Regions from separate parts of the Mus musculus genome. Here regions 1, 2, 3, 4, 5 and 7 are each linked to region 6. Evidence: chromatin contacts called from public HiChIP or PLAC-seq data. All regions are on one chromosome and are shown on one strand. Each heading gives the region's core, a stretch centred on a gene start, on an enhancer-like site or on the middle of the called end of the contact. The rest is flanking DNA. Distances are from core to core; before and after follow the strand shown.

Region 1 (3,080 bases), core at 222-2,721, 450 kb before region 6:
CGTCCTGGGGTGGGAGCAATTGGTGGCAGTCACGGGCAATTGGCAATGCCAAGTCACGAAACAAGTAAATTGTGTTGCAAACCTTCGAGATTGGCTGTATGACCACCACATCTGCTCTGCAAGGAAACACCCATCTCTACATCATAATGTGAGATTGGCTTGTGCAGAATGGCTTTTCAGCCCAAAGCTCCATATGGAAATAGTATGTTTGACATGCTGAAAGTTTAGATCCATAGTCCAGTATCACTGCCTTGACTCGAAATATGTTATCCTCCAAGGTTTGAAAGTGTGAAAATTGGAAAAATTAGCTTATCATAAAAGGTAAATGATTTTCTTTGTAACACGTTTGCATATATCACCATTTGTTGACCACCCCCCACTGGTCTCACCTGTCTCTCTGTACATCACATATATTTTATTATCCTCTCTTAGTGCGTCTCCTACTTCCTTTCCCTCCCCTTCAGGGCATCTCCATAGTCTCCTTTCTACCTTTGTGCCTTACAGAATACCTGTATGTATGTGTGTTAAGTGTTGCTTTAAAACCATAACAATCATACTGCTACTGCCCAGAGCAGTGAATGCTCTGCCAAATTATCTTATTTGGTTTTCGACAAAAGCCTCACGAGGCAGGTAGTTTAATTTCCACTTCCCAGACTAATAAAAAACAGAAGTTCAGGACTGTTCCGTAATGCATTCACAACCACACATGCAAGGAGAGGGTCAAGATTGAAGCCAGCATTCCTCTCGTGCACAGACCCTAATCTCATTACTTTTTACTCATGCATTTCCTCCCCGAGCTGGATACTAACCAGCTGAGCCACATACCTTACTCAACAGCGATGGCTGCAAATACTTTTGTCTGCTTATATGTAAAGCAAGCTACTTAGGAGACAGTGAAAATGACATTAGACATAATACAGAGGCAGAGTCTGTGTGCAACTGTGTCTTGAATGCTTAGATGAGATGTTTTCGTTTCTGTATGCTAGGATCTACAAAATGCATCCCGTTGCTTGAGCCCACTTGTTACGAGGACCTATTCACAGTAGTCACTCAGCTGTATCAAAAGGTCATGAAAAACATCCTGTGGAAAGGCTTTTTTTTTTTTTTTTTTTTTTTTTTTTTCTGGGCAGAGGATCTAGAGTATTTATGAGTCACTTGAAGGCTCTGTTTCCCTCTAGAGATGAGACATTCTAATTCTCCCATCTGTTGAGTTTGACTTACCACTTTCCCCAGAGGAGTCTTGGAGGCAAGGAGAAATCATGCTGACTAAATGGTGGTTGAAATTTGTAGGGTGACTGTTCAGTTTAGCAGAGAATAACTAGAAGGCACACTGTATCACCGCATTTGAAAAATCATTAAAAATGTTCCTGCTTCACATTCCTGTGGCTCCTTAAACTCAACCCTCCAGAGGACCTTCCTCCCTCCCCCTGCCAGCTAAAGCTGTGTCATTCTGAGCTGTGGCTATTGGTCATTTCCTGTCTCATCCATCCAAATGCTTGTTTTATTATGACTGCCATGAGAATGGGCTCTGAGCTAGGGACTGGGTTTCACAGCCATTGGCGGATGTGTTTCCTCCAATGTGGGAGCAGAGGGAAAGAATGCGGGATTCGCCTTCAGGAACCTGCATGCAGTCACCAGCTCTCTGCTAGCACTTGTGCTCATGGGTGTACTACTCAAGCATGTCTCTTTCAAACTGTATTTCTTTTTTGAGTACTTAGAATATATTAGTCCTCTGCTAGATATTGGGAACTGGAAGTACACAAAAATACAATAAAAATAGATCCTCCTATTTTTAGAATTCTGCTCTGATGGGAGACATAAAGTACACTAATAAAATTAGTACAGATGTATGTTGGTAAAATGTATGCTTTGCATGTGCTAATTTAGAGAAGGAAGCATGGGGTTTTGCATAGTATAGTTTTCTATATTAGACAACTATAATGACATGAAATCAGCTTTAAAATAAGCCTTTCTCCACTCCTTTCTTTCCCTTTCCCTCTCTCCCTTTCTCTGATCATCAAGTTCTGTCAATGTATCTGGTAGTGTTGATGTTTATTTTTTTAAAAAATTAAGATCTTTTTTTTTTACTTCATTTAAAGTGTCTGAGATTTTGGCCTTCAAGTATGTACGTGAATTCCTTGCTCATGCCGATGGGTGGTTGTCAGCCACCCTCTGAGTGCTGGGAACTGATCATGGATCCTCTTCCGGAGCAGGAAACAGACTTAACTCTTGAGCTGTGTCTCTAGCTCCCTTGATATGTATTTTGCTAAATAGTAATGGAGACATTCATGCTTGCTTCTGCTTACTAGCATGATAACTTTTGTATTCATTCATCTTTTCTCAGTTTGTATCTTAGTATCAAGTACGTGTCTTATATGAAGGATACAGTCATTCCTTGGGTGCCCTTTGCTTGGAATCTTTAGTGGGTTCAGAGAATGTAATTGTTGGTTTGGTTAGATTCGGGTTAGCCATATGGCTCCATGCTCTGCCATTCATCTCAGGCACTCACTTTCTGTGTTCTCATTTGTCAGGAACTTTTCAGCATTTAATATCTTACTCCGCCTCGTGCTTATATTTCTTTGGTGGTTTTCTAGTGATTATTTTCTAGGAATTATAGTTTGCTTCTTTGAGTTAATGTTGAACGAGGAAACCTGTTTTTATTCCACTTTCAGTTTTGAAAGAAGAGACTTGGTTCATGATTTGGCTTTTCCCTTCCTTTATCTTCCTGTCTCCCTCTGTCTTTCTTTCTTTTTTTTTTAATTTTTAATTTTATTTATTTTTGTTTTTGTGCCCCTTTCTCTATTCTTCATATGTTGAATCTAAGACCTAGTACATGTTAGTCAAGCAGTCTATCACCAAATTACATCACACGCTTGATAATTTTTGTATTATAGATCTTTTTCTTCTTTCTTCTTCTTTCTCCTCCTTCTTCTTCTTCTCCTCCTTTTCCTCCTTCTCCCCCCTCCTCTTTTTTTTTTAGTGGTACTTTCAAGTACTGTCCCAGTATTTTCTGATTCTCATAGTTTTAGATGTGACATCAGCCATCAGTTTTATCTGTGGGCTCCTTCGTAGCATGTACA
Region 2 (3,304 bases), core at 459-2,958, 410 kb before region 6:
TCCATTGAGCTATCTCTCCAACCTGAGGTCTTAGGTTACATTTTTAAAGTTCAAGCAGTTTTAATCATTGGAACTAATTGCTTAGTTTCTTTATGGTCCTTGCAGAGACTAGGGACATTAACATATAACTGTTTCTGGGATTTTGTTGGTGGTTTTCCTTTTTTGACAGAAGATCTTACTGTGTAGTCTGGGCATCTTTGAACACACTGCTTTCTGTTTCAACCTCCCAGCACTGGAATGGCAAGTATGATCCAGCATATTTAGCATATCTGAGTTTAGTTGGACTGCTCATTTCCTGGGGATGGACAATCCATCCTCTGTGATTTGAACCTATCTTTCCACAGAAGCAGGTTGTCCTAGAGCAGTGGTTCTCCACCTTTCTAATGAAGAAACCCTTTAATACAGTTCCTCAGGTTGTGGTGACCCTCAATCATAAAATTATTTCATTACTACTTCATAACTGCAATTTTGAAACTAATACAAATTATAAGATAAATATCTGATTTTCAGGATATCTGATATGTGGCCACAAAGAAGTCTTAGCCCACAGGTTGTGAACTGCTACTCTAAAATAAGACCTTTAGAGACAATCTAGCCCCCATTCCATGGCAGTTATCATGTGAGCATACCAATACAACTACATTCCAGGTTCTGGCCTCTTATTTCTCCAGGCAGGATGACATGCGATCTCTGCACTTTTTTCAAGCACAAAGACTAAAGTCTCAGTCTCCACCAGATGAGAGCTTAGGATCAGTGGCAACCCTTCATTTCCTTAACCAACCATAGCTGAGGCCAAAGATTCAAGAATAAGGATGTTCGGTGTGTTGCCAGTTACAACTGTGGGAAATGTAATATGTCCAACCTTTAGATCACACCATGTTCACATGAGCAAATGATATCAGGATGGCTGTGGAACTGAATCCCAAACAGAGAACAAGGGAAGAATGACAGATGTAAAGAGCAGGGGGCAGATCGGAATGTCACAGTCTTCATTTATATATGGAAGAAAATCTGAAAGTGTGAAGAAGGGTAAAAGTGTTTATCTTGGGGTCATGAGAATATGGGGGCTTTTCTTGTTCTAAATTCTCTATAAGGGGAGGAAGTATAACTTAGTGGTTATGGAAATGGACTTCAGAATCAAACTGGTCTGGCTTGTGTCTGTCTTTTGACACCTGAGTTTCATTATTTGTAACACAAGAACCATGATGGTGTTTGCTCCTTTATCTTCTTGGGAGAGTGATGACTGGCTTTGTGTTGGGGATGCTAGCTGTATGCATGGTACTCCTCTGAGCAGTCTGTATACATCTTCTCTATCATTGTCTGCACTCTGTAAGTGAAGAGGCAGAGAGTCAAAGATATTTCTCTGGACCTCCAATAGCTTTTACCATTCTTGGTGCACTAGTTCATTGATGATGGCTGACACAGAGTCTCTCCTGTCATCTACATCTCCCTGCTGACTCATTCTGGGCACAGTTTCACTAAAACCCCAGAATTTTCATACTAGCACGTGTCTTCTATCCTCTAGTTGTTTTTTGTTTTATATTTGTTAGCTCTTTTTTTTTTTTGAGTGAACTAATTATTGAGATAGCAGGTGGAAGAACATTCAAATCATACCATTGATTATGAGGAAGTACAAGAATAAGCTTCATGATATGGTAGTGAGGAGCTACCAGTCACATCTATTTAACACTGTAGAGGCTCAGGCATGGACTTAGCATTTGTCTCTTGCTCCTCATCTGGATAGAGGTGCTGGTGCTAATGAGATAGTGGGTAAGCAGAAAGGCTAGTCCAGGGAGAATACCATCATCCTGGGATCCTAGGGGAAGCTAGAAGACAGGGGATGGTGATGTGAGGACAGAAAGCAGAGAACAGATATAAGAGCTGGCAGATCTGGTAGATCTGGGGTCTCATCTTTGCTTTTTCACTTGTGGCTTAATACATTCTTTGAGTTTCATTTTCTTCTCCTCCCCCTCCCTCTTCCTCATTCCCCACTTCCTCCCTTCTCCTTCTTTCCATCTTTCTTTGTATGAGGCATGGGTGTGTCTATTGCACACTTGCTGTAATGCACATGTAGAAGTCGGAGGACAACCTTGTAACATCTTACTTAATTTCCCTTTGGGCTAAGTATGGCAGCCTCACTGGCCCATGAGAGTCTTGACTTTCTTGGATTTCCATTGCCTATCTTGTCATAGTAGCACTGAGATTACATATACACGTTCAAACACTCAGCTTTTTACTTGGGTTCTGGGGATTTGAACTCAGCTCTTTGAATTCACGTGGCAAGCAGTTTACAAGCCTGAACTTTCCCTGCAGCCTGAACTTTGTTTTCTGAGCTTCAAGATACTACAGTTGGGTGAACAGATTTTAGTACATCCATGTAAGCACACATAGGGCAGATATGGGCTCAACTGAGAGACTCTGTCTCAAAAGATAAGGTGGAGAGTGATCAAGAAGGACTCTCAACATTAACCTAGGGCCTAATCATGCAGATGGCACCGTTTCTTGGCTTTAGTTCCAGGCCTGTTTAGCAGCGGAGAAGTTGAGTTGACCAATCATACATGTATTCATTCCCTTCCTGCCCTTGACTAGCTGCTTAGAAGTTCCTGCTGCCTTGACTGGTTCACTGGCCTAGAAGTGAAAGCTGGAATACTACCATCCTCCTCTGAGTTTCTTTGGTGATCCCATCACCAGGAGCAAAGCAGAATAGTGGGGATAACAGTTTCCTAGGAAATGCTGGAGAGGCATTTCACACGGGAGGAACCCAACATGGAAAATCTAAGAAGAAGGACAAGATCGTCCCAGGAGGAAGCCTTGACTTACCCAAGGTCATATATGATGGGTATGAGTGAACTCCAGAAGTGACACTTCTTCTGTTGACGCCACATTTTGATTCTTCCTTAAATATAGTGACTATGTCACATAGTCTACAACCAACACTGTGCTGGGATCTGCCAATGTCAGTGGGATTATGAGCCTGTCTTCTGACCTCATGCTTCTCTACTTCCTCCAGAGTTTGAGACTATAAAGGTCACCTTTACATTCTATGTCTTTCGTCTTCCTGAGCTTGACCCTCTGCTTCGGAAGACGCATGCTTAAGCTTGCCTAGAAACCCTCATTGCACAGCCCTTTAGTTGCCCCTTCTGTATGACTCTCTTTGTAGACAAAACCACAAACCCCGATGGGCAATTAGAGATTTTCAGTGGCAGCAATTTGGGATGATTTTGGCTAATTGCTGTCCTGTGTGAAAGAGTGGACATCGTCTTTGACAGCTGGCCTGAGCAGTCAGCAGTGTGTGAGGAGAGTT
Region 3 (3,414 bases), core at 247-2,746, 340 kb before region 6:
CAACAACAACAACAAAAACTTTGAAAGCCATGTGAATTTTAGTCTATAAGAACCAACTAAATGTTTAAATCTATACTTCTGAGACAATAATGCAGATGGAGTTTGGGAGGTAACTGTGGAATCTCAAAGATGTCTACTCTTCTTGGGAAAGGTGAGCCACCACTATTGCCTATTTGGTCATGGTATAAAAGGTAGGAAAAACAGCCACAGAGCAACTCAATGTTCCTCATGATTCTGTAAGGTGACTGAGAAACACCCACTAGAATTCAGTTACCTTATAATAGAGATACAATAAGGGACTTTCCTTTCTTCAATTATTCCTCACCTCTGGGCTTGAGCTTTGGTATGCAGCAGCAGATGTTCGAGTCTACCCTTCCTAGTTCATGCTTCCTCATGAGGAAGATGTGGGTAAAAGACTTAGCTCAAAGACTCTTGCAGAATTCAAAGGCAGGGCTGTCCAGAGCTCTTAGCAAGAGATGTGGGAGGTACTTGTCACTGCTAGGTCCTTGTTTTCAAAGAACAATGAGCTAAATCTATCTAAACTCGGAGGCCTGTGTGCTAGGTAAGCTGTCAATGGAATGGTTCTCTGGAGAGTTTGTTCCTGATGTATTTCTGGAAAGAAAGAAACTGGGACCGAAAAGGGAGGTGGTGCTTATATCCAGAGAGGACCTAGGGATCTCATCTCTATTCAGTGCTCTGCTGTCATTGTAATTAACAGGCTTTCCTACCTTGAACAATCTTTTCTTAACACAATTCCCAACTACCTGTACAGTATATTGGGAGAGAAGCCCCTTCTATACTTACAGTTTCAATGACGATGGTTATTGATTTTTCCTTTAATAACTAACTTCTACATCTCTTTCCCCAGGAAGGAAACAAACCAAGCTATTTATGGCTCCCTCTTCATTTAGTTGCATAAGAGCAGTTCTTCTCGGGAAGGGTGCACTTCCGTACTTTGGGATCCTGCAGTCTAGAAAGGGAAACTCCTCTGATGAATCACTGACCAAGTCAAGGCTTGGCTGACCTCAAGTTTTCAAAACTGTGCCTTCTGCACCACATTCTTTGGGAAGTCTTCTCAGATTTCTCAGTATGTTGGAGTACCAACCAACAACACCCCTTCCTTCCTTCTGCCTATGTTCTTGCCTGTATGTGAGAACTCTGCCTCTGGGCCAGATTTCCTCAACTTTCACTAGAAAGTCGTGAAGAAACAATGGCCTCTATTCTTAGTAGCTGTAGTGGAGCACATGCAGGAGGTATGGGATGTTGCCATTTGCTTCTTTTTGCCCATGTTGAGGTTTATCTGTGTCCACACTGCTTCCTGAGTTCCTGCCATTTCAGAGTCCCTTGTCATTATGAGCCTATACAACAGTTGTGCTTTTAGTTTCCTGTATTAAGGTCCTTTCTTCTTGAAATATGCAGAGAGCCCAGTTTCTTCACATTCAGACTGTGAACCACCCAGCTGAATGAAGAGCATTGTTCTGAGGCAGTCCTTTTAGTACCTCCTTGCTGTTATCACCACAATCAGTAGCTTCAATGTTGAACCCCGGAGTGTGAAGCATAGCAGGAACTAGGAGTGTTTTATTCAGCTGCTGAGACACACACAAACACACACACTCATTCACAAACAGACAGAGAGACAGAAAGACAGAGAGATAGAGACACACAGAAAGAGACAGACAGAGACAGAGAGAAGCACCCCAGTATCACTTACATGGCAATTAGGATATTTCAAGCCCAAGTCTAGCTTGGTCTACAACTTTTATGCTTATCTGGGCTACATAGTAACCTCCTGTCTAAAGAGAACTCAAAGACTGAGCTCAGAGTAGAGTGTGTGCCTAGCATTTGAGAGGCCCCGTGTTCTATCTCTGACACCACAGAAAAAGAAATGAGAAAAAGGAAAGAGGCCTTTAGGGCCATCAGGAGTTGGTGGCTTCCCCAGACACATACTAGGAGCTCAGCAAAGGCCTCCTAGGGGGACCACAGCAAGGGGGGAACGAGGCTAATGAAACCAAGAGCAGTAAGTCAAGGATGCTGGTGAGTCATTTCGGTTCCACAGGGTTAACCATCTAACAACTATTAATCATTGGGAAACCAATTAAATTTCCCAATTCTTGCCACTTGATAACCATGTTCTGGTTTTGTGAAACTTGCCAACAATCACCAGTTAAAAAGGAGGGTGAGAAGAACTTAGCTGGATTCCCCGCTGTTGCAAGTGTGTAGCATATGGGTCACCTTCCTTCAAGTGATCATGCAATTGATGCTTTGTCACCTTGGAGATCCATGGAGGAAGGTGCATGAGTCCATTTTCTATTGAGTTGTATACATATACATATGCTTATATGTATATATGCAAATATATGTGTGCATTTGTGTGTATGTATGTAAGTATGTATGTACAAACATATGTATGTATAAATCAATGTGCATCTTAAACCAAGTGCTGGCAAAGTTTATCCTCAGAGGCAGAGAGTAGGTATATACTTTAGCTGTGGTCATATGTTCTGTGCCCTAGGTATTGTACTCTGCCTTTGTACAAAAGCCTTTTGCAAATCAATGAGTATAACTGTGTTTTAGTGAAACTTTATAGCAATAGGGCAAATGAAGACTTTTATCCACTTGTTCATTTTTGCAAATAAAATTAGTTCAAGCTGTAAAAAACATGTTTACTTAAAAATGTTTTATTGACAAAAATCTGGTCAGTGGGCCAGATAGTTCATAGTTTTTGCTCTTAGCTAGCTGACCTTTGCCAAATTATTTCCTTATCCAAATCTAAAAAATACACTACCCTCATTTATCTTACACCCCCCACCCCATGAGTTCAGAAGTTGGTCTTGAAACAAGGTGGAAAGGCACAGCTGGCCTGAAGTTCTAACACTCTTACTGAACAAACTGTGATGATGGGTGAGACACCAACCTTTATTCAACCTTTGCTACTGTTGAGGGCTCTGTCGTATGAGTTGTCAAAGCATAACAATATGCAGGGGGCATGCACATATGCATATTAAAGAAGAAGAAACTGAGGCATGTGAAACTTGGTCCAACCTTCTGGATTACATCTGTTTCCAGGTGCTCAGGCTCTTTGTAAGACTTTTATTTTTAATATTTATTTATTTATTTATTTATTTATTTATTTATTTATTTATTTATTTAGTGGCTGGGCATTGGAGCCTAGGGTCTAATTTAAGGAATACGCAGAATGGACCGGATTGGGACAGTTTCCTCGAAGAAGTCACAGTTCCTTCTGTCTATCTGTTCAGGGGTTATGCCAATTGCTTTTTCTCTACTCCAGTCTTTGTTACTTTTCTTCTCTACCTTCCTCTATGTATCATTTAAAACATCTTGCTACAAGTACAACATACAGTATTCCTTATAGAAAAAGGAGAAATTTTAGATAAGCCCAAGGCAGATATATTT
Region 4 (3,319 bases), core at 614-3,113, 500 kb before region 6:
TGGTTGCCTCTTTTTGGAAGGGAAGATAAACTAGGAAAAGAACAAACTTTTCTAAGTAGAGAATATTCTGTATTGTTGTTTGATACATTTTGGTAAATATATGTCAAATTCAGTTGCATATTTCACTAAATATAAACAATACTGAAGGGAAAAATGGAGTGATACATTTAGTCATCTTGAGACACAACTCATTGCTTATCTACCCACTTTGCCATAGACACAGGGCCTGTACCTGGCAGTGAAGGCCAAGTGTAAACAGGCTCTTAATTGGCATGATTAACCATGTCTCCATAGGAGCCTTAATAACACCAGTGGGGAGCAAAAGAGGCTGTTTTCCACTCTGTGAACAAGGGTCTGCCTAGCAGAAGTCATGGGGCACTAGAGAGCTGCCCCCTGCAGTAGGGAAGGGGCCTTCTTGAAGCCCAGCTGCATTTCCTTTGGAACAAAGTTTAAAACTATTTCTCATTATTTTCTATTACTGAGTATATGTCACATTCTTCCTTTTCATCTCAGTGGATAAGAAGGCCAATTCTGTTTTGCCCATGTGTTTTCTAAGGTAAAACTGTGTATGGAAGAGGTAGCTTCCACAGGCTACAATAGTCCTAAATGTATGTATGGCAGAGAAACAGACAGCAAGAAACATGCATAATAGAGATGGGAAGTTCCTTAGAATATGCAAAACATTTATGAATTGATACAAGTTCACAGATTAGAACTGAACAATCACTCCTAATTATCCAAGTTAAAAAAATAAGTATTATACAATTTTGGATAGAATTGCATTAATTCTGTCATATATAGTCTAAAAGCAGTGCTTAGCAAGTACTACAGGTTATATGATTCTGGTCACTGGCATCTCTAACCTCTACAGAGACTTAAAAAAGCATATGCTCATATCTCTATCTCTCTGTCTCTGTCTCTCTCTCTCTCTGTCTCTCTCTTTCTCTCTCTCTGTGTGTGTATGTGTGTGTTTGTATTAAATGTATATGTTCTCACATCTTGAACCAGGTACAGAAAGATGAACAACATCCCAGCTTTTTACTCACAAATTATGAGGAAAGAGGTAGTCTCACAGAAATAGAATATGAAATGGTGTTTATCAGGGGGTAGACTGGAAGAGTGAGAAATCTGTGAGATATATATTTTTTAAAGACACAAAATTCAATAGGAGGAATAAATATGGTCCTTAGTATATTGAAGTCTTGAAAACTGCTTAGAGAATGGATAATGTGTTCTTTTCACAAACATGAGAGCCATATGAGGTAATAGTTATGTTAACTGGCTAGATCTCATCATTTCATAAATAATATACTTCATAACATTGTGTCCTTCTTGATACATACCATCTGATCTGTCAGGTTTATAAAAAAGGTTAGACAAAATCTATATCCTCTGGATGAATTATGATTGCTCATTGAACTGATCTGGTTTAGTTGCTAGGATGGCCATCTAACTAACACACATATGTAGCCTAAGGTTTGGTCCCTAGCAATGTATAAAACTGAGCTTGGTAGCAGATACTTATTAGTATAGCACTCGAGGAGGAGGATCATAGTCCGTGGGTTATACAGCAAGCTTCAGGCCAGCTAGGGATACCTGAGACTCAGTCTCATAGGAAAGAAAGCTAGCTGATGGAGATAGTGTCTGTCAATCACTGATCAGAGGTGGGACTAGTGACAGCAAACATCTAGGCGGCGGTGCTTTGTTATTTCCTCCCTCTGTTCATGTTCCTGGCAGTGTGGCTCAGTCTTTAGACATTGCCCATTGCTGTGTCAGAAACTCTTCTTGCCAGTCAGGATCTTGAACTTGACCTCAGGTGGAAGTGAACATTGTTTTTGGAGGATGGAGGTGGAGTTCAACAGACTATGAGTCATGGTTTTGCCAACTGTGTTTGCCCTTTTAGAATGGGAGCAGAGTCATGCTTACATAGAAGCTACAACACAGCTGGGTTTTTGGTCTTCCATTTATTGGGCACTTCCATAATGCATCCGTCATCCTAATTTGCCTCCTCTGGTTCTTTTAGTCCTTGTCCTTTTGTTATTAGCAAGTGATAATCCAGGAAGCTTGCTGGGATGCAGAGATACCTGAGCCTACACTGAAAGGGAGAGAAATATTAGGTCCCTTCTTGTCTCTGCACGATGAATTGGCGATGACTGCAGTGGTCACCAGTCACCAGGAACATCTGGCTTTTCTGGCTCCTCATGACTCCTTTCCTGCTTAAGCTTTTGATAAACAGTCCAGGGTGGGGAGGATGACCTTGGTTTCTGCTGAGACCCAATCTCCCCGCACTTGAGGAAAAGAATGTATAAGTCACTGCAGGACACAGAGTACTTTAGCCCTGTGTCCTTGTTGTCAAGTTGACTAGATTTAGAATCACTTGTGAGATGCAGCTCTGGATATATAATTTAAAAGGATTTTTTGTTGTTAATCGTGTTGATAATCTTATTCATGTATACAATACACTCTCATTGCCTGTGATTCCATCTTCTTTTATCTTCTTCCCATCCCTATGAATGCTTCTTCTCCCTCCTGACAGGTTCTCCCCTATGTTTATGTTTTTGATGTTGTTTTCTTTTGTGGTACCCTGAGTTTAATCTTGGGCAGCTGAGTAACCACAGATACGGAACTATAATGTGCTGTTGGTTGACCAATAGGTACTCATTTGAGCCTAATGATTCTCCTCTGTGAGAATCCAGAGATGGAGCTCATGAGACCCGCCTGCATCCATCAATAGCTGCCTATAGATCCTGCCTTGTGTAGGCTCAGGGCAGGCATTCCCAGCTGCTGTGAGATGATTATAAGGACATTTCATGATCCTTCTCCTACCTCTTAATGTTCTCACCATCTTTCAACCTTACCCCAGGGAGGACCAAGGTTCTAACCAATGAACTATTTAAATCCATAGTAATTCAGTTTGAGTGCTTTGGGTACCCTGGATTCATATGAGAGACCTACTTTTCTGCCATTGGCCTTGGCTGACATTCTTCTCCTGTCTTCTTCTATTCCCTGTTGATGGATGCTGGCTGACTGAGTCTAGTTTTATGATGAGCACCCTATCCCCATGCTGGGGACTGTGGGAGCATCTCTCTGGTGCGGAGCCTACAATGAGGTGAATGACTCATAACTTGCAGCCACCTTTCATTTCATGAGTGTTGTTATACTCTTTTCCAGAATGACTGTACTAACTTACACTTCTATCAGCCATGCTCAGTGGTTTCTGTTTCCCCATGGCCCCACTGGCACCTGGTATGATAAGATGTGTATTTACCATGATGATCATGTCGGGGCTCTGGGTTGCTTCTTGTGTTGCACATCTTAC
Region 5 (3,310 bases), core at 660-3,159, 360 kb before region 6:
TGGCTTGCTGATTTCAGCTTGTGGTAGCACATTAAGGATGGAGCCTATGGTGAAGTAGAATCCCACTTTCTCTGCTTGGTAAGGAAAAGGTAAGAAAGGGGAGAAGAAAGGGTTTCATTCCGTTATAGTCTTCAGTGACCAAAATCTTCCTGTTAGGCCCCACCTGTTAAAGCTACACCCAAATCATCATTTTGGAAAACATACCTTTTTTTTTTTTTAAGATTTATTTATTTACTTTATGTATATGAGTACACCATTGCTCTCTTCAGACACATCAGAAGAGGGCATCAGATCCCATTACAGATGGTTGTGAGCCACCATGTGGTTGCTGGGAATTGAACTCAGGACCTCTGGAAGAGCAGTTGGTGCTCTTAACTGCTGAGCCATCTCTCCAGCCTGGAAAACCTATCTTAAATACACGAATGTTTGCTGGTGGGGGAAACATTTGATCTTTAAACTATAGAATAATACAGAATGAATTAATCTTCATTTGCTTCTTCTTTCTTCTTCGGGCACCAATAGATTTACACTAGAAGATACTATCAAGTAGTACTTATGTGGACACATTTTAAAACATTTCTGAGTTCAGATTTATTATCCCTAAAATATGGAAAATAATTCTCAACAAGAACTTGCAACACTGTTGCGAGTCTTAAATAAAATATGTCCAGAAGTAACTTGCAAACTACAGAGCATTATGCATATGTGAGACTTCAAATGTTGTTTAGCATGGCACTCAACGGTGAGATGATCATTTACAAACAACAGTGGATACATTGAATGTGGGCCCTACGGTGATAACCTGATGAGATTTCAGTGAAATGATGAGGTAAGAGACATAATGGAGATGGGTTCACATAGGGTCTTTTGAGTCATTGTATTAAGAAACATTGATGTTTGCAAAGAATAAATAAATGTAATATTGTTGAATGCAGGGTTAGCATAAGATATACTTTAAGATGATGTGTTAGGCTGCTAAGCCTAGGGCAGATTATAGTAGGGTGAAGAGAAGATGGGGAAATGAGTGGAGTTTTCCTGTCATATGGGTGACAGGAGGGGATAGTTAGGTTGGAATGGTGATGGTAGGGCTGATGAGAGAGAACACACAATGGACTTACCTGACAAATAGGATGTGGGCTATGATGGAAGGAGGGAACCATACTAGAATCGTAGTGTGGCCTTTGCACAGCAAAGCCAGATTGCTATCCTATGTGGTGTGGAGGCTGCGAGGGGTACAGGTTTGATAGGGAGGAGGAAGAGGACAGTTTTGGATATGTGAAGTTTGAGGGGTGGATTGGGTATCCAAGTAGATAACTAGTAGTGAGCTGGCTGTCATACTCTAGAGCTTGGGAGATAGGGCTGGACAAGAGACTGAAGTGTTACTGATATGAGACAAATGCATGCAAACAACTTCAGTCCAGGTGGCAAGGAGGTTTTCCCAAGCTTGCTTATTTATTTATTTATTTATTTATTTATTTATTTATTTATTTATTTATTTAACTATTTAACTATTTAACTATTTAACTATATATATATAAAGGAAGTGTGTGTGTTTATGCCCCAGCATGCTTATGAATAGATGTCAGAGGGCAATTTCTAAGACTCATTTTTCTGTTCCTATCATGAAGGGTCAGGGAACAAAGGCTCAGCCTTTACTCACAGAGTCATCTTGCCAACCCTATTTTATCTTACTTTCATGTAAGTCCAGGAACTAGAGGTTTCTAACTGCTTTCCCTCTCTTTCTCCCTTATTTGTCCTACAAAGGACTATCCATGTATATCATAGCTTCTTGGGCTTTTCTATTTCATTTTGTCACTTCTATTCTGTTTCTCAAGTAGTTACTGACACACTGTGTTGAGATTTTGGTCTAAGCTACAAAGAAAGCCATGGTGATGTCAGTTGTAGGAAACGAGAAACTGGTATACCGACCACTGAAAACCAGAGATGAGATTGTTGCACATCTGCCCAAAGACTTAAGTGTGACTCAGAAGTTCTGCTATCATCAAAGCTCCTGTCCTAAGTGTAAGCTAATATGGTCTGTGCCTTTGTGGGACCAAACATTTGTGGTTCTTAGAAAGCATACCGGGAGGACCAGGCAAGTTGCTTTTTTTTTCCTTTCAGAAAGTAAATATTTTAGTGGAGAAAAGTCACTGTTTATCTCTGAGAAGCCTTAAGGCTTATTCAGGAAAAATGAGAGTTGATAGAGAGTTGCTTAGAAAAAACAATGACTCCTATTTAGTTACTTTGCATCAGATTAAATGTTACATCATCTCTAAGTCATCATTGATTTCCAAAAGAATGAACAGCAAATCCATGGTGCTCAGGAGGTATAAACAAGATTTATTACCGAGATAGTGTACTTCACTTGCAAAAAGCTATCAGGAAATAAAAAGCCACCCAGGCCAGGAATGACCTTGAGAAGATTCTCTGGGGAGTTCTTTCTATGTGTGAACTTATTTGGTACAAATGAGAATGTAAGGTATTTCTGTGTAGATTCCTCTTCTCCTTTGACAAAAGAGCTAAGGGACTTCAGTATTTCTAGGCACTTGTCTACAGCATCATTTGGGAATCTCTTAGCGATGTTTTGGCTGTCTTACACTGGTATGACTGTAGCTGGTTCCTTTCGTCATCTTTTAGCACACAGGGCCAGATGCTCCTGGAGTCACACCATGAGTTTGAAGCCCTCAGGCATCTTTTAGTTGAGTTTTTATTTCAGGGATTGGACATCTGAGGCATTTGGGGGGGGGGGGGTTAAAGGGATTACCAGTCAAATGCACAAAAGCTATAGATCAAGAATCAAAAGCAATAATCTAGACTGTATGCCCAGTGCTCTTTTACTTCATCTCTGAATTACAGGTATGTTCAAAGCAGGGTAACAGACTTGATAGGGGCATTGGGGGAGGACATGATAACAGAGATCTCCAGCGTTGTTTTAGAACTTTCAGTTTTACTTCATACCCTGAGACCCCAAATTTTCACAGATGAGTGAGGTTACAGGGTGGAGTATGTGGAGGAAGCAGGTTTGGGAAAGGAACTTTTGAGCTCAAGTTTGCAAAACCCACAGTTGTACAACAGCTCAGTGCTAGCCAACACCCTAGGGTGTGCAAAAAGCTAAGAGAGTGTACAGCCACCTGGGTCTTAATTCTGCTTTCACAACGTATCTGCAGGGCCCCACCAACGCTCACCACTGCACTTCATAATGCCTTGGACATTTTGACTTTCTGAATAGTCAGGGCTGGTCTTCCATTTGAGTCTACCAAGCGAGAGGATTCCCTGAGACACTTTGCAAGCCTCCCTGCTGTGAAAGAAG
Region 6 (3,245 bases), core at 167-2,666:
TGTCTTTTTCTGAGTCGTTGCCCTAGATATTCACAGCTGAGTGAGCTTTGACAAGTCATTCAGATCTCTGAAGCTCATGGTAACAGTCACGTATCTCAACAATCATCTCAGAGATGAAATGAGATATCAAATGAAGTATTAAAAGTATTAATCTCAATACTTGCCAGTAAGAGCCGGCCAACATAATTTGACTCTGCTTCCCTGTGTGAAAGAAACAAAATACAAACAAAGTAACAGCCCTTGGTGCTCTCAGAGTCTGAACCATCAACCGAAGAATATAAGTGGGCTGGGCCTAGGACTATGCCCACATTTGTAGCAGATGTGCAGCTTAAGATTCATGTGGGTGGGGAACAACTGGAGCAAGGGGTACCCCAAAAACTGTTGCCTGTAAATGGGAGATGTTCTAGCTGTACTGCCTTGTCTGGCCTCAGTGGAAGAGGATGTGCCAGGATGAAGGATACACAGGGGCCCCCCATCTTCTCCTACAGGAGAAGGGGAGGTGAATGGGGAGAGAATTGTGGGAGGGGATGACCAGGAGGGGGCAGTGAGCAGAGTGTGAACTGAATAAGTAAAAATATTAAGTTAAATTAAATTTAATTAAATAAAGATAAAAGCAAAACAAAACAGCAAAGTAACCAAAGGCAATTCTCATAGTGATAAGGACTCCCAGTTGATACATCCTAAAGCATCAAACAGTAGGCACAGTGAGACCCTGTGTCACTATTTACTGTCTACTTCTGGGTGCCAGGTGTTATAATCAAAATGTTTAAGTAACTCAACATGTATGTCCTTGAATGCTTTCAGGCACACTGAGGGGCTAGGTCACCCTGAATATCAAAAATTCAAGGCTCTGCATTAGGCTTCGGGAAACACCATTCTAAAAGGCTAGAGAATCTCTTCAAAAGCTCTCCTAGGGGATGTCAATAAATTTCTGGGAATGTTGAATCGAATGCTATGACAATGAATTATGACATTACTGCTAGATCTGGTAAGTGCTTGACATTTATCGTATGTTGCATGCCATTGCTAAAGAACAAAAGAAAGATTTTTTGTTGTTGTTGTTGTTAAGAAAGTTCATATAGCCTGACAGGTTAAAGTTTGAAAGGAAGTATGACTTCCACCAATTTTTCAGTTGGAAAATGATTTAATTTTATTTGTCCATTTCATATCTCTGATGGGGGCTCACTGTGTTTCTTAGGCGAGTCTAGAGCTTCTGGCCTCAAGTGATCATCCTTCATGAGCCTCCTGACTGGCTGTGACCACAAGCACATACCACCACATGAAGTTCTTTCACTTTTAAAATACATAAATGCATTATTATTTTTCTTTAACCAGCGAGAAAATGTTTTCCACCAGCTTTGAAACAGAATCTCCTTACAAGAGGGAAGTCCAAGTCAGTCCTGTACATGAAAATTAGCATGCACTTACCAGACTTCCGACCAGACTGGAAACCCCTAACTGATCTTTCAACTGTACAATACAACTTGGCTTTGAAAAGAAAATAAGCCAGCTTTCTGGGAAGGGTTATCTTGTCCCAGCTTGAAAGTGGAGCAGATTAGTCACTATGTTTCCTAAAATCTAGGAGAGCACCTAGCAAAATAAACTCTCTGGTTAGTCTACTTAATTTGACTGGAAATTGTCAAGTCAAGTCGCTGAGAACAGAGTGAATCAAGATAAAGACAGGCTGGATTCAATAGGCGAGAGTCTTGTTCAATAGCAGCTTACACCGTCAAGCATTTCCAGTAAGAGAAGGAGTGATACTTTCTCTAGACAGGTCTGGAGTCTGGAAAATAAAATGACTCAGATTCATAAACTCACTCTGTCTCTGTCTCCTTCTCTGTCTTCTTCCCCTTCCTCTCTCCCTCTCTCCTCCCCTTTCTTCCTCTCTCCCCCTCCCCCATCTCTCAACTTTCTTTAAGGCCATACATGTGAAATATGAGACTCTATATCCTTCCTATCAACAAAGAACCATGTCAGATGCAGGAAATGAATTTGAGTCTAATCCAAACTTTGAAACAGTGCTTCAAGCATACATGGAAGCTGCAGCTCATGTGTGGTGGACAACAATCCAGTCTATACAGAAGACTAAGCATTGGCAATGAGCACTCACTAAACAAATGGTCTTGACCTAAAAGTCCCCTGTGAACTGCTGTTACTACTGTCTTCCACTTAGATCAGTACAAAAAAGCAATGTCTTGGAACAAGGAAAAGGAAAGTGGATGAGGAGACTAATATGCATCAGTCTTTCTTCACTCCCTGGAGGTGTTGTGTGAGTTAATTTGCATACCTGCTTTTATGTGTTTCTTACAACACGTTGGGGCTGGCACCATCATTGAGTTTTTACAAAGAAACACAGAACATAAAAAAAAAATACAGATTCCACACTGGGAAATTATAAATCAGGCTTTTCCTTCCCTGCCTCGTAGTATATTTCCATCACTCATTTCTTTTATATAACAGGTTTGAGCATTCAGTAAAAAAGTCATACTTGTGAATTCTCTCTGATGACTTTACATAGCATCTGTTATGGTTTTATTCTGTTGTGAAAGTTCTCTAAAAAGTAAGTTATAAAGGAAATGCTTTATTTCATCTTAACTTCCAGGTCACAGCCCATCAGTGAGGGAAGTTGACAAAAATTCAAGTCAGGACCTGGAAGGCAGGAGTGAGTGACTCTTATCCTATGCATGATTATTTCCAAGCCTGGGATTCACTCACAATTAAGGGAATAAAGCAGGAAGTGTAAAGGAGGATGCTTGCTAGTTATAGTCTTCCTATAACTAACTCCACTTTCTTGTACAACCTAGGACCACTTATTCAAGAACTGGCATAGCTCACAGTGGGTTGTGTCTTCCCACAAGAATTAAAATAATTACGAAAATTCCTCAAAGACATGTCCACAAACCATCCTGATAAAGACAGTCACTCAATTGAAACTTTGCTTCTGTTGTGACCCTAGGCTGTGTCAAGTTGATAATTGATGCTAACTTACGACAGCATCTTTCATTCCTCACAGTCAGAGAAAAAGCCTGATAGATAACATTATTAAATGACAGAGATTATGCTGGAAACTTTACATATGTAAACTCTTCTTATCTCCATCATAATTCCAGGGTATCATTTAGAATTTTCCTCACAGATGAAAATATAAGCTCTCTGCATAGTAGGCTCAGCATTATACAGTTTGAAATGACCAGTGCCATTTAACACCCACACAATCTGTCACCTTGACAAGTCAAATATACATA
Region 7 (3,225 bases), core at 195-2,694, 470 kb before region 6:
TGACAGTGATCATGGATTTTGTTTTTTCTTGCGCAGGTGCTTGGGGCAATTATAAGTCAGAAATCAGAAGTGAGCTGGTCACCTTGAGGTCCATATTTTGCTTGCTTTCTCTATGATAGTTAGAGTTTCATCGTCACTTTATTTTGTCCTTTTAACTCTGTCCTGGCCCTGTTCTCCCTTGTAAGGTGTTACTTTCATTTCTGTCTAAAGAGAAACTGAACCCACCTGTTAACTGCTGGCCTTTTCTTTAGGGACTGACCTTATGCCCTATAAGAGGGCCAGGGAACTAAAATGGACATAACACAGTAGAGTCTACTTCATAGATTCAAAGGCTGGGATGCTAGGAAGTCCAGGACAGAGTCCAGGAGAGAATAGAGAATATACAGAGTGCTCTTCTTTTCCAGCATCCCAAATGGCACCTTGGTCTTCTTGGAGTCAACTCCCCCATCATTAAAATGGCCACAACAATGTCCACTAATCTGGTTCTCATGGTGGCTGAAGCATGAGATGTCTATTGCTCAGAGCACAACAGAGTTGTTAGATAACATTTAGAATCTTTACTATAGTTTAGATGTGAGACGTTTAAAAAGATCTCTGCTATGTGCTCTTAATCTCTATAATGGTCAACAGCCACCACTGAGAGCTAATTAGGTAGGACCTTGTTTCTGGCCTAGTGAGGGACATCTTCCTAGGCTAAGAAGCATCTGTGAAGTACCTTGAGATCTGGTCCTGGAGGCTGCTTGTCCTGTTGCTAGCCAAGCAATCCTATGGGTCAGAGTCACAGCATAATATAGCTATTAGACAATTTTCTTTTTCTTTTTTCCCCCATCCAGAGAATAATAAGCTCTCAAGTTCCTCCACCTCTAGCACAAGACTACACAGGGATATCTATAGCCTACAGAACTCACTGAGAACCCCATATCTGAGACTCAGGGAAGGAGCCAAGCTCAAGGCTTAGCTTGGTTGGCCAGTCAAGATTTTCAGGTGATCAGTGAGCTTTCTCTGTCTCATTTGTGGTCCATTGTAAATGATCTAGAACTGTTTCTGAGTGTGTAGAGGGTGGCTTACTCTGAGAACACTTTTGCCGGTAGGCTAATAGCTTCCAATGAGAGGTCCTTGAGAGTAGGATCCCTTGTGCTTCTGCCCTGGCCATGGAACTTCAGAGGTCCTGGACCTGTGAGCAAGAACACTGTTGTTTTGTTTTGTTTTTACTCCTAGCACAGGCATGAACTCCTGCACTTGATTCTAGTCCCGCAGAACTTGTATTGCTGGTGTTTGTGAGTGGCTGCTTTCTAGAAAGCAATATCTTTACCCTTGCCCTCTTAGAGGTATACGGGGAGAGAGAATCAGAACTCCAGTTTACATGCAGCTAGAGTTCTGAGGTAAAGTGACTCACTTAGGGCCACCCAGAAAAGAGCAGTTTGGCTGTCCTCCCAGGCCCTCTCCCTCTGATCATCCAAATATGGTAACACATGGTGACACAGAGCCACATGCTCCTCCTGGGTCTTCTGAGGCAGAGAGCTTCCAGGGACACTTTGGAATGAAGGAAATAGAATCCAAGAGACCTCTTTCAGAGACCGCCAAGCAAATCTTCTCAAGAATCCTGGCAGAATGTTGTCATTCTCTCTCTGAAAGGGGTGGCTCTTGGGATACTGTCCAGGTCACTGTGAACACATAGCAGAAGAAATGTCCTCCCAGCCTGCAGGGACCACCTTTTTCCAGGCCTTCCTCTGCTGGAAGCCTTCTTTACTCAACGCTTTCCCCTTTGATAGTCACCTCGACTGACCTTGAAGCCTCCTTCAGTTTTCTCTATACACAGAAACAGAATGTCAGTCTTTTTTTTTTTCTTTTTTCAAGAGTGACATAGAGCATCAATGGGAGGGGAGGTCCTTAGTCCTGTAAAGGTTCGATGCCCCAGCGTAGGGGAATGCTAAGGTAGTGAGGCAGGAGTGGGTGGGTGGGTGGGGGGATCACCCTCATAGAAGCAGGGGAGATGGGGGAATGAGATAGGAGGTTTGCAGAGGGGAAGCTGGGGAGGGGATAAAAATTGAAATGTAAATACATAAAATAACCAATAAAAAAAGAGTGACATATAATCACTAAAGAATATTCAAATAAGCAAAATTAGCCTCCTTTCTTTTCTACTTTTTTCTCCTTGCTTCCCTTCTTCCTTCTTTCCTCATTTCCCCCTCACCTCCCTACCCTTTCCTCCCTCCTTTTAAACTTTTGTCTTTATTTTCTTCTTCCTCTCCCTTCTCCTTTCCTTCCCTCTCTTTCTTCTTCCTTCCTTTTTCCTTTCCTCTTTCTTTAAAAAGTCTTGTTAAATATTTTACATATTTATGCAAATGTGCATTTATTTAAATAGCACCTGGACACCTGCTCTTGGTTCACCACCAGCTTGGTTCTGGTGATCGACACGATGACACAAGATGGATGAGGCTCTGCTCGGCTGAGCATGTGGCCAGTGGCGGACACAGATCCGAGTCAAATTTCAGATGAAACATAAGGAGATAACTAACTTGGGTTTAAGAAGAACAAAGATAAGCAATGAAGGGAAAGAGAATTAAAGCAGAACACATCCACTTGGCATGGGCTTCAACTGAGTCTCTTTCTGGGGACAGGATAGTCAAGCCAAGGTTTGAAGGAGCTGGCAATGCAGGGAAAGGGGAGGTGGGCCCACAGGTTTGAGAGACACCAGGCTTTTATTTTAAAATCACTGTGGCTTCTGAGTGGAGAATGGTCTAAAGAAGGGACTGGAGCAGGGTCAGTGTGTGTGCCTTGGGACTGGGAACACTCAAACAAAGGTTTGCTTAGAAGAGTGGAAGCCCAGAAATCCAAGGGCTTTGGTGCAATGTGGCAGAGAAAAATGAGATAATCTACAGAGAAGAGCATTGTGTTCTAGAAAGAGTTCCAAGGCATGGCCTGTCTTTACAGTACTCTTCCTAGCCAGCAACATCAGGAACTTAAAGTTAGTGAAGCTGATACTAGAATTCAGAGATTGGAGATGGTAAGCTGTGAGCTGTTATTTTGAGTCCTAGAGGAGTCTAGGGATCAGAACAGGGAGACAACCTACCTAAAATCCCAGTTGGAGCACTATGGGAAGAAAACTGACTTCTTGTGACCCAAATCCTTGTCTGTCTTCCAGATTGTTCCTATCCATAGCTTTGATCCTTGTTTGCCCTCTCCTATCTGCAGTCAAGTACTTGGAACATTCCTTTGTCAGGC

What was found. HiChIP or PLAC-seq counts read pairs in DNA pulled down with a chosen protein or histone mark.
Region 1: a BATF HiChIP or PLAC-seq map of CD8 T cells shows a contact between it and region 6, with 6 read pairs. The contact joins two enhancer-like sites. A contact is called at or near these places in 1 of 15 datasets of contacts at CTCF or cohesin (CD8 T cells), 1 of 484 Hi-C or Micro-C datasets (liver) and 1 of 115 datasets of contacts at active chromatin or transcription factors (CD8 T cells).
Region 2: a contact with region 6 is called in a BATF HiChIP or PLAC-seq map of CD8 T cells, with 8 read pairs. The contact joins two enhancer-like sites.
Region 3: a BATF HiChIP or PLAC-seq map of CD8 T cells shows a contact between it and region 6, with 24 read pairs. The contact joins two enhancer-like sites. A contact is called at or near these places in 2 of 115 datasets of contacts at active chromatin or transcription factors (CD8 T cells and Th17 cells).
Region 4: a BATF HiChIP or PLAC-seq map of CD8 T cells shows a contact between it and region 6, with 27 read pairs. The contact joins two enhancer-like sites. A contact is called at or near these places in 1 of 15 datasets of contacts at CTCF or cohesin (CD8 T cells) and 2 of 115 datasets of contacts at active chromatin or transcription factors (CD8 T cells and memory CD8 T cells).
Region 5: a BATF HiChIP or PLAC-seq map of CD8 T cells shows a contact between it and region 6, with 39 read pairs. The contact joins two enhancer-like sites. A contact is called at or near these places in 1 of 484 Hi-C or Micro-C datasets (Th1 cells) and 1 of 115 datasets of contacts at active chromatin or transcription factors (CD8 T cells).
Region 7: a contact with region 6 is called in a BATF HiChIP or PLAC-seq map of CD8 T cells, with 7 read pairs. The contact joins two enhancer-like sites. A contact is called at or near these places in 1 of 15 datasets of contacts at CTCF or cohesin (CD8 T cells), 4 of 484 Hi-C or Micro-C datasets (B cells, Th1 cells and liver) and 1 of 115 datasets of contacts at active chromatin or transcription factors (CD8 T cells).

What each region holds. Positions count from the first base shown.
Region 1 is chr15:62,286,025-62,289,104 of GRCm38.p6, forward strand. No RefSeq gene overlaps it. Among named protein-coding and RNA genes, the nearest start is that of Pvt1, 250 kb to the left of the region's middle. Within about 2 kb of position 1,472, at least 75 of the 459 cell types and tissues checked have an H3K27ac peak or open chromatin away from gene starts, as enhancers often do. A contact at or near this core is called in CD8 T cells, where this site is marked.
Region 2 is chr15:62,324,318-62,327,621 of GRCm38.p6, forward strand. No RefSeq gene overlaps it. Among named protein-coding and RNA genes, the nearest start is that of Pvt1, 290 kb to the left of the region's middle. Within about 2 kb of position 1,709, at least 32 of the 459 cell types and tissues checked have an H3K27ac peak or open chromatin away from gene starts, as enhancers often do. A contact at or near this core is called in CD8 T cells, where this site is marked.
Region 3 is chr15:62,391,560-62,394,973 of GRCm38.p6, forward strand. No RefSeq gene overlaps it. Among named protein-coding and RNA genes, the nearest start is that of Gm41333, 280 kb to the right of the region's middle. Within about 2 kb of position 1,497, at least 86 of the 459 cell types and tissues checked have an H3K27ac peak or open chromatin away from gene starts, as enhancers often do. A contact at or near this core is called in CD8 T cells and Th17 cells, where this site is marked.
Region 4 is chr15:62,237,033-62,240,351 of GRCm38.p6, forward strand. The region is part of intron 2 of Pvt1 (Pvt1 oncogene); the gene reads left to right. Among named protein-coding and RNA genes, the nearest start is that of Pvt1, 200 kb to the left of the region's middle. Within about 2 kb of position 1,864, at least 7 of the 459 cell types and tissues checked have an H3K27ac peak or open chromatin away from gene starts, as enhancers often do. A contact at or near this core is called in CD8 T cells, where this site is marked.
Region 5 is chr15:62,372,857-62,376,166 of GRCm38.p6, forward strand. No RefSeq gene overlaps it. Among named protein-coding and RNA genes, the nearest start is that of Gm41333, 290 kb to the right of the region's middle. Within about 2 kb of position 1,910, at least 6 of the 459 cell types and tissues checked have an H3K27ac peak or open chromatin away from gene starts, as enhancers often do. A contact at or near this core is called in CD8 T cells, where this site is marked.
Region 6 is chr15:62,733,610-62,736,854 of GRCm38.p6, forward strand. No RefSeq gene overlaps it. Among named protein-coding and RNA genes, the nearest start is that of Gm22521, 58 kb to the right of the region's middle. Within about 2 kb of position 1,417, at least 23 of the 459 cell types and tissues checked have an H3K27ac peak or open chromatin away from gene starts, as enhancers often do. A contact at or near this core is called in CD8 T cells, Th1 cells and Th17 cells, where this site is marked.
Region 7 is chr15:62,260,252-62,263,476 of GRCm38.p6, forward strand. No RefSeq gene overlaps it. Among named protein-coding and RNA genes, the nearest start is that of Pvt1, 220 kb to the left of the region's middle. Within about 2 kb of position 1,445, at least 79 of the 459 cell types and tissues checked have an H3K27ac peak or open chromatin away from gene starts, as enhancers often do. A contact at or near this core is called in CD8 T cells and Th1 cells, where this site is marked.